Linked DNA regions of Mus musculus: all the other regions are linked to region 3. The links are chromatin contacts, called in public Micro-C maps. All regions are on one chromosome and are shown on one strand. The core of a region is the stretch at or near the end of the contact, and the rest is flanking DNA. Distances in the headings are between cores, read along the strand shown. Region 1 has its middle 22 kb from the start of Tob2. Region 2 holds the start of Tef (thyrotroph embryonic factor). Region 3 holds the start of Ep300 (E1A binding protein p300).

Region 1 (4,525 bases), core at 426-2,925, 250 kb before region 3:
ACTCAGGACCCCTGCTCCATCTCACCAGTCTCTCTCTCTCTCTCTCTCTCTCTCTCTCTCTCTCTCTCTCTCTCTCTCTCTCTCTCTTTCTTCTTAAGATCTTACTATATTGCCCAGCTTGGTTCTCCTTCTCTCTTTCCCTCCCCAGTACTCGAGATTGAGTGTAGGACCTCACCCATGTTAGGGCAAGGCTCTACCACTGTCAGGTTCCTCTGGAGCTGAAGTTACATGCAGTTGTGAGCTGAGCTGTCTGATACTGGTTCTGGGAATGGAACTTAGGTTGTTTGTAAAAGTATTAAGCACTTGTAACTGTTGAGGCACCTCTCCAGCTCCCCGGACAGACCTTTATATTTTCTTCTCCAATGCAGAGGCTGGCTGCAACCCAGAAATGCTAAGAAAACCACAAGCCAGGATGCCACATATTCATCCCTTGGTTTCCTCAACTATGAAAGGATACTGCTGTTCCCTCCCCTTTGTTGTTTGTAGGTAAGATGAGCATAAAGCTCTGGCTCACATTCCAGGCCACTAAGTAGAACAGGGACAATGGTTCTCACCCTGCTGGTAAACCAAGCTAGGGAGAGGGGAGAAGTGACAGTCTCCACTTTGCTGCCAGCATCAGGGAAGGTCCAGATGTCTCCCCATCCTAGAATATTTACTCTTATTGGTGCTCAAAATGGGGGAGGGGTTGGAGAAGTAGGGAGTGGACCTATCTGGGACTGCTTCAATTCTGAGGCCAGTCTGAGCTACATAGTGAGTCCCATACCGGTCTTTAATCCTAGCACTTGAGAGGCTGAGGCAGGTGAATCTTTGTGACTTCCAGATAGGCCTGCCAGGGCTACACAGAACAAAACACAAAACCAACCCCCAAATCCTTCAGGCAAACACCTCGCCACAGACAGTGGTCTCCCTGAGGTGGGGACGTGGTTGAGGGGCTACAGTGACTGTTAGATATTTCTGGGAGTCCTCATGCCACCAGACACGGGCTCCAGCTCCACCTGTGACCTTCCTGAGCCAAGAGGCAAGCAGGACCACAGGCTGCCAGAGCAGGGACTAAGGTCCACAAGGAGTTGACTGCCCCAGGGATTCCGGGTTGGGCACTTTCCCTTCTGTATACCAGGTTCGTTGTGAGGGTATCAGAGGACACTAAGTTTCCCAGTCACCTGGCTATTTAACCAGATGACAAGGCTTTTTTTTTTTTCTTTCTTTCTTTCTTTCTAAGCTAGAAGAAAAGGCCATTTTGTAGGTAGGCATACTGAGACTAAGAAGCACAGGTGCCCCAAGTCATGAGAAGAAGCAAGGCACAGCCACCTTGAGCTTCTCTGACACGGTGGAGTGGTTGTAAAAGAAAGTTCCTAAGCAGGGTACCTCCAATTAGAGAAGCCAAGGCCCCAAGTTGGGGTAGGGGGGGTTTCACCCACCTCTGTGGACCTGGCCAACCACGCCCATTGGCGCGGGGTGTGCTTCACTTCCCTGGGGGCTGTCAGAGAAAGCAGGAGGCTCCCAGCGCTACTCCCCCGCCCCGCAGAGCGCACAGGAGGAAGAAGGAAAGGAGGGTTATGTAAGGCGAGTCGAGGGCCGGGCAGGCGGGGACGTCCTCCTATGAATAGCCTGCTGTTCCCTGCGCGTGACTACACAGCCCCCTCGGCGCCCGCCGTGCTGGCCTCCGTGTCCAGGGCCTGAAGAGGGAGGAGCATGAGTAGGGATTTAGGGAGGGAGGAGGGTAGCTGGGATGCTAGGACAGAGGAGTGGAGTCGGTGTTTCAGGAGTACCTGCGCATGAGGTCCTCGGCCTCAGCTCCACGCCCCACCCCCACTCCCTGCCAGGCCACAGTTCGATTCCTGCGGCCTCCTTGCGATGAGGATGAGATCCGCCTTGAGGATATTTATCTGGGCCCTGCAGCCTAGAGCCGGTTCTGCGGGTGCCAGGGCTGGCACAGACCCTCACTCCTGGAAAAGAAGGAAGTGGGGGTGGGGGTGGGGTGGGGCAAGACCGTGGCGGATTACAGACTGCATTTTCTCTCTTGATCAGGGCATCGTCCTCTACTTCTGTGCTGCCCCAGGGAGGCGCCCCTAAAGCAGGGTTGCAGTCACTGCAAGGCTGCTCAACACTGCTGGATCCAGGTTTCCACAACAGTCACCCCCCACCCCACCCCGAAACCTCAGCGCGCGCACTTATACACGGGTCACCTTAGCAAAAGCTGAGGTTCTGGGTTCTCAGAGTTTGGTTTGATTTTGCTTTGTTTTCTAACAGTCAGTCGTTAGACATCCCAGGCTGGCCACTGAACCCACGAGAGTCTGTTTACCTCCAAAGTGTCTCTCTCCAAACTGTCTCTTTATAAACTCTCCCCAGAGTTTATAAAGTTTGGGAACCAAGTCAGGTAGGAGGGGCAGGCCGGGGATTGAGGCTGCATTGATTTTATGAGGTGGGTGGAAAGTCGGGGCAGAGAGCATGTGATAGATAGATGGAGGACAGATGGGGCCAGGAACAGCCAGTCTTGACCTTTCAGTCCCCAGCCCTTTAATGCTTACTACTAGATACAGCCAACCCCAGCCTGGACCTGGACCTTGCCCCCATTTATCAGGTTTGGAGAGGACATGAGACTCGAACAAAGCCCGTTCCAGAATGCGGCGGACTCAAGACCCAATTTAATTCCTTTATCCTGGCATTGGTTAGACATTGACACCAGGATTGGAGAGATGAATAAAAATGAGGGTACAGCTATTAAGAAAAGGTTGGCCCAGGAAGAGAAAAACCATAGCAATAATCACTGCCATTATCATGACTGTGGTCTGACGGCGCAGTGGTGGCTCAGGGCTAAAGCCTGCTAGAAGGTTCCTGGGCAGAGACAGGTGAGGTCAAGCCACACAGCAGAGGCAGTACAAGTAACTGTTCAGAGGCCTGAATCAGCAATCACTTCAGAGATCTGGGAGCTCCTGGTGAGGCTGAGGCTTATGGGTGCAGATTCAAGAGAGAGGAGGCTGCCCTGAGGAGAATCTTGGTCAGATGATGGGCTGGACTTTGTTCAGAGCACAGCAGGGGCAGGAGGGGAAGAGGGAGAGGTGAACTCCAGCCTCTTTCTCACCCCTAAGGTCCATCTTGGCGATAGAGCTGGTTCCTTTCTCACTAGCTACTGAACTAGGAAGGCCAGATCCCATCCTAGCCATCCGTGATGTGCTTGGGGGTCTGGCTTGGAGCAGGCCACTCTGTCCACCCTGGGTCTTGGTGTCATCTATAACATTGACAGCGCTACTCCCGACCTAGCCGCTCCTGCTGCTGGGAGTGAGGAGCAGGGACGGGGGACGGGGGGGGGGGGTTGGGGGGGTTGGGGGGGGTGTGTGGCTCTGATAGCCCATCAGTCACATCAAAGGCTGAATGAGCATCTGCTCTGGGAGTCTGCCTCAGCCCTCCACTGAGGGGAGGGAGGCTCTCTGCCAACTAATGCTCCTCTCACCCATGCCCAGCAGACTTCCAGGATCACAAATGCTAAGCCAGACTCGCTAGCTTGTGTCCAGGGACTCCCATCTCTCTCCAAGTGGGGTCTCAGGCACAATCTCCCTGGTCCCCATTTTTTTTTTCAGATGCAGTTCGGAATCTCTTGAGGAATGTGACTGGTGACCCCTTTTGACCCTAGACAGGTGATGTCTGCAAACACAGCTTCCAGGCACAGAAAGGGGTAGCTCAGAAGCCCCTCAGCTCCTCCCCCTGCCATGTCCCCTCTCTGCTATTTCCAGCCTCTGCCAGGGACATCCTGTGCCCCTGTGATGTCACTAGGCCCTAGGAGACCAGGCTCTAGCTGACAGGATGTATTTTTAAACTCTCAGACCTTGGCCAGCTCCCCACCCTCCCCTCAGCTTACCCCACCTCACACTCCCTGTCCTGTTCCCAACATCTCAAATTAGTACGTAGGCTTGGCAGGCACCCTTCAGGCTCCTGAGAGGCCATGGGGAAGCCAGGCCAGTGCTCAGTGTTTGTAGTCACAAAATCCAGGCCTGCCCAGGTAAACAGATGGGTCTCATGAGAAGGAGCTGCTTGAGTCTCCAGGAGGAACCTAAAACCCAGAGAGTAGAGGGGAATCCGAGATCCCAAGGCCAGGGCTGACAGTCATCAGGGAGGCTCTCTTGGAGCAGCTACCCAAGCTGACTTTGGTTTTCTTTTTGTTTTTTTTAAAGATAAGGACCTAGCTGTGTAGACCAGGCTGGCCTCCAACTCACAGACATCCACTTGCCTCTGCCTCCTGAGTGCTGGGATCAAAGGTTTGATCCACCATTGCCTCTTAACAGTTCAATTTAGAGCAGCAAGAAGGTAAGGCATAGACTCTGGACCTAGACAGACCTCAGTGTGAATCCTGCCCATGGCATTTCTCAGCTGGACTGCTCTGTGCCACTGTTACTTGCACAGTGGAGTTACCAAAATGTAGTTCCAGAGGGGCTGGGAAAGACTGCTTGGGAACACACCCGAGAAACACCAAGCTTATGTCCTGACAACTAGGAGTGTTTGGACAGCGCCAGCTTCTTTGTCTCTCTGT
Region 2 (4,996 bases), core at 2,094-4,593, 230 kb before region 3:
GGGAGTGGTACTACATTCTCTTCTGTGTCTGGCCTTTGTGAAATGCTAGCTGCATATTCTGAGGCATGAGGAGGTCCCAGAGTTAATACAAAATAGACTGTGGGCAGGCATCTATAGGAGAGGCTAGGAGGAAGGAAGTGATGCTTCTGACCTTTACTGATATCTTAGTATGGAAAGGGCTGAGATCCCCAAGCCAATAACTTCTAGGTTCCCCCGTCCTTTCCCCTGCAGTTAGGTTTCTCCATAGCAACCCAGGGCTGCTACCCACTAGCTGTGGGACATGTGACCAGATCCATGTTACTTAACCTGAGTGTGTTTCACTGTCGCCTATTTTGTGAAGAACAGAGACAGCATGTGAAAATGACTATTACCAAGTGCATGTACACAGTACACATTCGTTATTGCTATGAGCTCACTGAGGGCACGGACTGTGTTGCATTCAGTTCCAGATTTCAGAGGCCAACAAAGAGGCTAAGCAATGGCTGTGGGAGCCTGTGCAATGCCTGGAGAACACTGGACTTTCAGACAAATTGGCTTCAGGTGACTGCAATGAGAGGCTCTGGAGCTCTTCTCAGAGCTCAGTTCAGAAGGCTTTATCCCTGAGTAAGCAGAAAAGACTGGGGGCAGGTTTCCTGGGAGGAGGGAGAAGGGAGGAGCTGAAGAAGAAAGACTGCTTCTATTCAAAGCAAAGCTAATCAATTAGTGAAGACCAAATCCCCCATGTCTTAGTCAAAAGGTTATGCGCATGGATATCCAAGAGGGGGCAATTAAGAAAAAAAAATACAGAGAAATGTGACAAGACAAGAAGGCAATCAGAGTGAGAAAGAGGCTCATCAGAGAAGTGGGAGATGATCATGACACGTTCATAATAGGTTTTCAAAATTGAAGGAGACAACTTTGAACCCTGGATTTAGAAGTAAAAAAAAAAAGAGAGACACATCAAATATTATTATGTTGGAGGAAAACCAGCCATGCTTGGGTCCCAAGAGCAGACAGCCAAAAGGGAGCCATTAGTCCAAGAACAATGACCAGACCCCGTGAGTTGGAGATTCTCATAAGCACAACTTGCTCATAGCTTGTAATATGATTTAACATCAATTCTTATGGCTGCCTTTTTAATTTAATTTTTTAAAACCAGGCTTTGATTTAAAAACAACTGGGAGGCAACAAAACTCCCAGCCTATGGGCTGGGTGGGCCAGATGGTCTCTCTGAGTCCACATTCTGTTCAGAAACGACTGGACCAGTCGGGTGGGGTCACTTGGGATCAAAAGAGGTAAGAGAAGCAAGGAGATAAAAAGCAGCTTGACAGAAGGACAAGCAACAGGAAGTTCCTCATTTTGCCTGACTAAAGCAATTAAAACATTTTTTTTCCTGATTTTCTGAGATAGGGTCATGAAATCCGGGGTGACTTCAAACTTGATGTGCATCAGAGGATGACCTTGAACTAGTGGTCCCCCTGCCTCTACCTCTCCAGTGCTGAGATTGCAAACAAGCACCACTACAATCAGTCAGGCTATCACAATCCAGTGTTTGTAAGGTCAAGTTTTAAATTAATTTCAAAAGGTAAATGACCGACGTGTCCAGGACTTAAATCACAGGGACTGACACCAGTGGTTTGTCAGTTTCATACAACAGAAAGAACACCAAACCAAGAGCCAGAAGGCCCACCCATGTGACCTTGAGAAACCATCTATGCCTCTCAGGAGTCTCAACTTTCCTCACCTAGAAGTGGAGAGGTAGTAACCCAAACAAGATAAGACTATGTCAAAATGCTTTGTGAGTGTGGGCAAATGCAAAGCAAAACCCCAGTATGGCCTGGTCCTCTCTGGTGAGCTTAGGCAAGAGCTGCCAGATGTGAGCACCAGCCCTTGCAGTTTGTCTTACACTCAGATCTGGATGGAGTCATCACCTTCATACAAACAAAAGCGTTTGTGCACATGAGGTCCTGAGGCAGGAGGAGAGAATCTAGCCTCACCTGATGAGCAGAAGCTATTTATAACGTAACAGGGACAACCATAAGCACAGCAGCCCCAGAACACACCCAAGGAAAGAAACAACAGCATTTTAGAAAGGGAAATGAGATCCCTGATACAAGCAATCCACAAACAGCCAAGTCCTTCCCAGATACCCTAATTAAGCTGAGCTCTTGGAAATCTGAAGATCTCAGACTGAAAGCACACATCAATGGACCTAAAACCCCACAATAGGTGGCAGTCCTGCTGCTCTTCCAGGCCAAATACCCAGGCCAAGTCTGCTTTCCACACCAGGCCCCAGGGACTCTTGTGGCCTGGGCAATTCGATGAAGCCCGGTCCTGCTATTGTGATTCCCAACAATCAACCAGGAGAAGGACCTGAGTGGCCACATTCTAACCCTCATCACAGCCCTACTTTGCCCAGCCTTCATTCCCTTAATTTTTTTTTAAACCAGGCTTTGATTTAAAAACAACTGGGAGACACTACCGACCCTCATCTCAAATTGCCTCCTCCATCCACACCTCCCAGGGATGCATTTCCAGTAAAGCACCACCGTGGACCTGCTCACTGTCCACTCGTAGAGAGGAGGAATCGTCTTCCTCCAGGACGGACCAAAGACATACAAAGGCCATCTGCTATACTGATCAGGGCCTCTCAAACTTTGGTGGTGAACTCTGCACCCACGAGGGTGCAGTGGAGTGTTTCTTAAAATACACGCTCTGTCTCAAGATCCGCAGACTAGGTGAGGTCCAGGAACCCGCATTTGAAGGCAAGCAGTATCCTCAGGATTTGGATGCAGGCGGCCCCACTGGAGCCCCCTCTAAGTGGCGGCTTCCTTGCAAAGTTCTGTTGACTTGTCCTTTCCAGATCACCCCCTGACTTTCTCTCTGGGCTAGAGGCCTAGTCCAGCAGGCCCCTAGTCATGCCCGGGCCCGCATAAACACCACACCACTGGACCGCTTCACCCTGACCTCTGACCCGGCCCGGGCCGGCCCGCCCCCACAAGGCCCCGCCTTTACAGAAACCCCGCCCCCAGACACGCGCGAGCCCCCCCCCCTCACCGAGGCGCGTCTCGCGCGGGGGGTTCTCCATCAGCTTCTTCAGGACCAGAGGGAAGGAGCCCGACAGGCCCCGTTCTCCAGCTGCACGCCCCGGGCCCGGCCCCGCCTGAGGCTCCACAGGCGGCTTCTTCCCGCCGCCCGCGTCGGACATCGTGCCCTGCGCCCCACTCGTGCGCCTCGCCTCCCCCGCCCGCACCCCGAGACGGGCCGGAGCGGCTCGACCCGCCGCAGCTGCTGACACGGGCAGCACTGCGCAGACGCGCTACTGCACCCCCACCTCTCTCCATCCGCACCCCTCCCGCGGACTGGTTCCGTCTCATTCATTATTCATAAGGCCAGGCCAGCGGTCCCATAGCGTGGCTTCCGATTGGTGCGCGCTGCGTAAGGGCGGGCACAGCTCTTCAGGCTAGGATTGGCTGTGAGAACCAAACGATGTAGACACGTGCTGGGCCAGGTGAGGAGTATCGCTCCGCCTGCCCGGGAGCGTCGGGCCCTTCTGCGGAGCCCCCCTGTTCTTTTTTGGTCAGTCGCGTCCCTTTCGCCACCACTTTCGTGACTACAGGTTTCCTCCCACCTCATCGCAGCCTCCTTTTTCTCCTTCCCTCGGAGAAGCCACCTCAGAGGAAGGCGGAGCGGGGCGCGACGGCCCAGCCCCGAGGGTCACGTGGAGCGGCAGCAGATGCGGAGCCTCGCGGGGCGGGGCAGTGAGGGAAAGGCTCGCGGCAGCCAATGGGGCAAGAGGGCGGGGCCGGCGCGATTGCACGAGGCTCTGCACGTGCGGCTGCGGCGCGGAGGGGCGGAGAGGGGCGGAGAGGGGCGGGGCTGGCTCTGGCCTAGGCCTAGCCAGGACTGGCCTGTTGTGTTGTTTGGCGGACTCTGCCCGGGGGTAAGGGGACTGGGACGTGGGTAGCCAGCCAGCGCTCCTCCCACGCTCCGCGCGAGGTTAGCGGAGGGCAGGCGGGTCCCAAGCTCCGCTGCTTCAGCGGGTGTCAGGTTGCCCACTGATTTAGGGATTGGGAGCGGGCGTGGTTGCAGAATAAACACTAGTACGGAGAGCGCATTCTTGAAACCTATCCACGAACCAGGGTCCGGACAGACTTCCGTACTACTAGCTGCTCGCTTGTGACCTTGGGAATTATCCAGTTGCTCCACGGGAGCCCATTTCCTCAGTCTTAAAAATTCAACATTGAACTAGAGTCAAAAGCAAAACAAAACATAGTTTCTGGGTTCCTTAGGAAACCTGTGAGCCGTGAAGGGGTGTGCAAACCTTCAAGATGGCTCGCAGAACTTTGTACCTCTTTGCAGTACAAGTCATACTCGGCTTCAAGCCCAGACAATACTAGACGCTCAGGGATTAAGCTCCCAGAGGGGCAGGGACTTGGCTTGTTTATACTCTGTCCCTCCGTCCCTCCCATGGCTCCCTGCCTCGGAAGGAGGAGCTGAGTCTGGCGGAAAGGCAGCCTGTGGTTCATGCGGTAGTTACAGAACACCACAATAGACAGCTAGAAGCGCATGGATTGTGTTAGGACCTGAGGAAAAAGAAATTTAGCTGAGTAAGCCCAAAGGAAGCGGCTAAAGGACGTTGGGTAGCCTTAGGAATAGAGTGATGGACTGTGAATCTAAAATACAAGATTTTGTGATGTTGATCGTTTTCTGAACCTGAATCCTCTAGCCCATTGTTCCATTTCTCCAGTCTGTTCTCCTTTTTGTCAAATGGGGAGAAAGCAGGATGTAGCCTACGGTGTTCCCATGCAAATATCTTTCCTAATTTAATCAAAATTGATGGATATAAATCCAGTGTGGAGAAAGGAAACTGCACAGGAAACCCAGGCGTTGCAGACCTGTCAGGAGGAATCTTATGTATCTAGGATCTCTTTAGGAGAAACTGGCCTAGAGGTTTTTAGCAGTAAATCTGAAAGAGTGACTCCAAGAAAATGAAGCAACATATGAAACTCTAGAA
Region 3 (4,503 bases), core at 1,293-3,792:
ATAAATTTTAAAAGAAAAAAAATTTAACCGTCACTACAATGTTAAGAGAAGAAAAATTACTAATATTACTATAATCCTTACTACTAAGAATAAACCAATCTCAGTATTGAAATTTTTTAAGACTCTAGAAGTTGGTGGTCCTGGTGGCACCTGCCTTTAAATCCAGCACTTGGGAGGTAGAGGCTGGTGATGTGAATTCCAGGACATCTAGACCCACACAAAGAAAACCCCAGCCCCACCACTACCACCCAAAGACTCCAGTAATGACATTCAAAGATACCCAAAGCAAGTTTTCCCTTTTTTAACCATGAAAGTTAGCCAAAAGCTATACAATTTATCAGATAAAGAATGCAGTAGTCCATCTGAACAGAATTACATGAACAGACTTTATGACTAAGTCACTCAAAATCAGAACATCCAAAAATTTAATTTTAAAAAGTTTTCCATAATATTTCTTGTTACTGGCTATGTCAAATATGGTAACTTGTGAACATGTTACAGAAGTACACTTATTATGGGGGCAGAGGAGGAAACAAAAATCCAGAGCAAATATGTCTATAAAATATCTATGCCTATGAATTTCAAAGACATAATTTAAAAAAAATTCTCTAAGACTACGGAAACTTTACAGCTGAATGCTCACATATAACTAAAGTTAGAGCCTTAGAACACTGCAAGACTTATCCTTCCCAACTGTTGCAGGTGAGCAAAACTCATGGTTCGAAATACAGCTGCTAAAAAAGCAGAGTAATGCACTAGTTCTATCTTATTTCCAGGCCTTAATAGAAATCCTACTCAGAAACATGGCCCACACATTCTCTACAACTTGCAGGGTACGTTTAACTCCACTATACACTCTCATTGGCAGAAGGAGAGATCTGGAGCCTCTTCTCTGAGTTAAAGGGATGCTTGCAGTAAGGAGGAACATCTAGTGGACTGTCAGATGACTAGCCATTCTTCTTCTTCTTCTTCTTTTTCTTCTTCTTCTTCTTCATTATCCTGGCCTCTCAAACAAGTCAGACAGCAAGAGAGGACCAGGTCAGTGATCATCAGAATAACACTAAACTAACAGTAAGCAGGAAAAAGAACAGACAAGGGAGAGTCTCCCTTCAGGTCTCCTAACAAAGGGGCTGACTGGAGAAAAGAATTCCTTCATCTTGTAAACTGGAATTGCAAAGGTCCAAAAAGCAAAACAAAACAAACATGCAAGCACAAAACCTCCTGTTCATTTTTAAACTTGTACAATCACTTTAGTTGGAAGTTCATGACTGGGAGTCTTTCAACTTATTATCTCCCATTTCTAAGTACCTAATTCCAGAAAGGCTTCATCTTTTTTCTTTCCCTTCTAAGTAAGAGTGTGACAAACTGCAAAGGAAACGCCTCAGGTCTACACCTCAACACGCAGTTTGAGACATTTTGGTTTCATGGCAAATGGATATAAAATAAACTGCGGTCCATACTGACTCTTGAGGCAAGGATGGGGAGAGGGGACCTAAGAATGAAATTTTGTTGAACTTTAGTTACACTTAAAACCTTGGATCGCAGACACCAAGATTTGTCTTCCGCCCCCATTCCTCAACAGAAAATCTGCCTCACAGGAGCAAAAATCATTAAAGGTGGGAAAGCAGAGAAAAAAAGAATTCATTGCAACAGGGGAGAAAGAGCTGAAATCCCTCATTCACCAGTAACAAAAATAGTAAAAGTGCATAAAAGCCCTCACACACGATTGTACCGGCATTTCCCAAATTAAATTGCATGGAGCCAACAATAAAGGTCCCCGCAGCTCCCACTTCCAACCTCTTAATTCCAGAACACACAACGATCTGACATGACATAGTGTTGCAATGAATGTATCAGAAGGCAAAGAAAATGGTTGGGCTACTGGACGTCTTCGACCAGTCCATTCAAAAACCTTTAAAATTAAACACCGGCCGGGGAAATGGGAAGAGATACACAGAAGCACCCTGGAATGAAGGTGCAACGAGCAGAAAAGACGAAGGGAACTATGGAAGGCCGGGAGTCCCGAGACTAACCTGTGCCATCGCTGGCGGACGCCGAGAGGGCCGGAGATGAGAGTTTAGGCCGCTTGGCTGAAGGCGGCCCGGGTTCCACCACATTCTCGGCCATTTTTAATTCTTTCGGAGATACAACCGAGGAAAAAAACGAGAATCCTGAGGAAATCTCTTCTCCGAAACGGGGTCCCCGCCCCGCTCCTAAGGGTGGGCTCCGGAGCTCCGCCGCCACCCAACAGGGGTGGGGGGAAGTTCCTTTTTCTCTTCGCCTGGTTGCGGTGGCCGGAGAGGGATGCGGACTCAACAGAAATGGTAGGGGCAAGTGCGAGGGGCCGGGCCTAAACCAGGCCGGGAGGAGGGTACAGCAACACTGATCCCACGAGCACGTCCGCTGCAGCGAATTCTCGGGAACTCACAGCTCTACAGACGCAGTCCCCAGCCCGCCACGGCGAGCCCCTGCCCAGCCGAGGTCTCTCGGAGCTCCGCCGCCGCCATCAGCTTCTTCCTCCTCGGCGCTGTCCTCCTCCTTCTCATCGCCACAAGGAGGCGGGGGCGAAAAAGGGGGAGAGGAGGAGGCGACCAGAGACACTCACCTCCTCCCGGTGCCCCCTCCCGGGCCTGCGCCCCCACCCTGAGAGCCGCCCTCCTCCTCCTCCTGCCGCTGCGCTCCGCGCCGCCGCTGCCGCACCGGCCCCTAATGGCCACACTGAGCTCAGCCGAGCCGAGAGCCAGACTGGCGCCGGGGCCGCCTCACATCGCGCAGCGGACAAGCAGAGGCGCAGCAGCGACGACGCCGAGCGTGGAGCTCGCCGGCCCGAAGGGCCAGGGGGGCCGGGCCGGGCCAAGCAGGGCCGTCCGCCCGCAAGCCCGCGCTGACGCCGAGCCCACCGACGCGGCCTCTCCGCGCGCCGCGCTTCTCCGCCTCCACTCGCAAGCCCGGGGAGGAGAAATCAGTCCGGCCGCCTCCCTGGCCCTCACCCCCCCGGCAGCCAGGTGCCTGCCGGGGGCTCGGCTCGGGGGCCGCCTCGGACGGCGGGCAGAGGCGCCGCGGGGCGCGGGCTTATGTAATGGTTTCCCCCCCTTAGGCGTCGACGCCGGCCCGGGCTGCGGTGGGGGTGTGTGCGGGCAAGGAGGGGACTGAGGGTCGCCTCAGCCTTTGCGCCCCGGGGCCCCCAACCACTGTCTCGGTCCCGGCCGCTGCTCTCCAGCCAGGTACCCTCCTCACTCCCTGCTCGCGCAGTTCGCACTCAGCCGGGCGTCCCGCTTGCCCCACTCTCTCTCTCCCGGTCCCTCTCCGCTCTCTCTCCTCCTCCCCCCACCCCCCCCACAGGCTAGCACACAAACAAGATGGCGGCTGTTGTTTCTTGCCTCTGCCGAATCCTCCTTACAGGATAGCGGTAGCGGCGGCGGCGGCCGGAAATGAGCCAAGATTGGGGGGGGGGGGAGGTGAGAGGGGGAGGGGCCGAGAAACAGGGAGGCGGGGCGAGGGCGGGGCCTCTGCCTTGCAGCTCACACAATGGGGGAAGCGGCGCCGGGGGCGGTGCCGGCTCCAATCACGGGATCCGCCCAAGGGCCCCAACGCGGTAGGCGCTTCCGCAAACTCCCCCGGCGTCACTCGGTGGCTCCCTTTAAAGGGGAGGTTTTGAAAGAAGTTGTGGGGGGGGGGGGGGTCCGGGGTGAACTTAGAACGTATTTTCGGTCGGTGGACAGTTAGGTGCCTGGGCTGGGTCTCTGAGCAGAACCGAGTCAAAGCTCAGGCGCTCCTCTGCGAAAACAAGGAAAACCACGGTCAGAGCTCCCGGGGTTTGCCCTCTCAGGTTGATCTTTGGAACCCCATTAAATCCGCCAAACACCTGTGTTTCATCGTAGACACACATTCCATCCTCTTCATAGCCTTCTCGAAAGCAGCAGTTCATATCTCAAAGTCACATTGCTAGTCCTTTAAGTTTTCTCTGAAATGTCTAATTCAAGAATGAAAAATTTGGATTACGATATTGTTAGTTAAAAAACTAGGAGGGGGAGGACCACAGCAGTGGGAGGCTGTTTAGGGCTAGACCCTACCTACATTTTTGCCCATCACGTGTCCACACATCCTTACCAGCTACCACTCTTAAAAAAGAATCCTTGAGAACTACTTTTCTGAACCTGCCTGAAACTTCCAAGGTCTTTTGAAGGTATTTTCCACCCATCTCTAGCAGATGAGCTTAATAAAAGGCCACTTTCTGCAGTGCCTTCAATGTAAATATGGGAGAGGACAAAAAAATGTTATGTGCTAAAAAAAATTATAACACTAGAAAAATGTGAGGAAATGCTCCTAAGTCTAGTGTGTAGGGCAGCCCAATTCGAAGCAGAAAGCAGGGGGTATGCTTTTAGGGTTCTCAAATTACAGGACTTCTGTGTTTGGGATCCTCAAATATAGGGAAAGTACCAAGGTTCTATGTGACACTGAAGGAAACCTTCGAGACATTACCTATTGTATAGGTAGTTTGCC

Evidence for each region. Hi-C and Micro-C count contacts between places; a contact is called where the count stands out from the background.
Region 1: a contact with region 3 is called in a Micro-C map of muscle stem cells, with 7 times the contacts expected there. The contact joins the enhancer-like site here to the promoter of Ep300 in region 3. A contact is called at or near these places in 1 of 484 Hi-C or Micro-C datasets (muscle stem cells), 2 of 115 datasets of contacts at active chromatin or transcription factors (memory CD8 T cells and pancreatic cancer cells) and 2 of 9 other capture datasets (adipose tissue and pancreatic islet).
Region 2: a Micro-C map of embryonic stem cells shows a contact between it and region 3, with 5 times the contacts expected there. The contact joins the promoter of Tef here to the promoter of Ep300 in region 3. A contact is called at or near these places in 6 of 484 Hi-C or Micro-C datasets (CD4 T cells, embryonic stem cells, liver and 1 more), 4 of 115 datasets of contacts at active chromatin or transcription factors (the SCID.adh cell line, extraembryonic endoderm stem cells, memory CD8 T cells and 1 more) and 2 of 9 other capture datasets (adipose tissue and pancreatic islet).

The regions. Positions count from the first base shown.
Region 1 is chr15:81,833,686-81,838,210 of GRCm38.p6, reverse strand. No RefSeq gene overlaps it. Among named protein-coding and RNA genes, the nearest start is that of Tob2, 22 kb to the left of the region's middle. Within about 2 kb of position 1,675, at least 217 of the 459 cell types and tissues checked have an H3K27ac peak or open chromatin away from gene starts, as enhancers often do. A contact at or near this core is called in adipose tissue, muscle stem cells and pancreatic islet, where this site is marked.
Region 2 is chr15:81,809,761-81,814,756 of GRCm38.p6, reverse strand. Tef (thyrotroph embryonic factor) reads right to left here and starts at 3,343. Exons shown (of 4, transcript NM_017376.3): 1 at 3,037-3,343. The coding sequence starts at 3,187.
Region 3 is chr15:81,584,253-81,588,755 of GRCm38.p6, reverse strand. Ep300 (E1A binding protein p300) reads right to left here and starts at 2,542. Exons shown (of 31, transcript NM_177821.6): 1 at 2,034-2,542. The coding sequence starts at 2,127.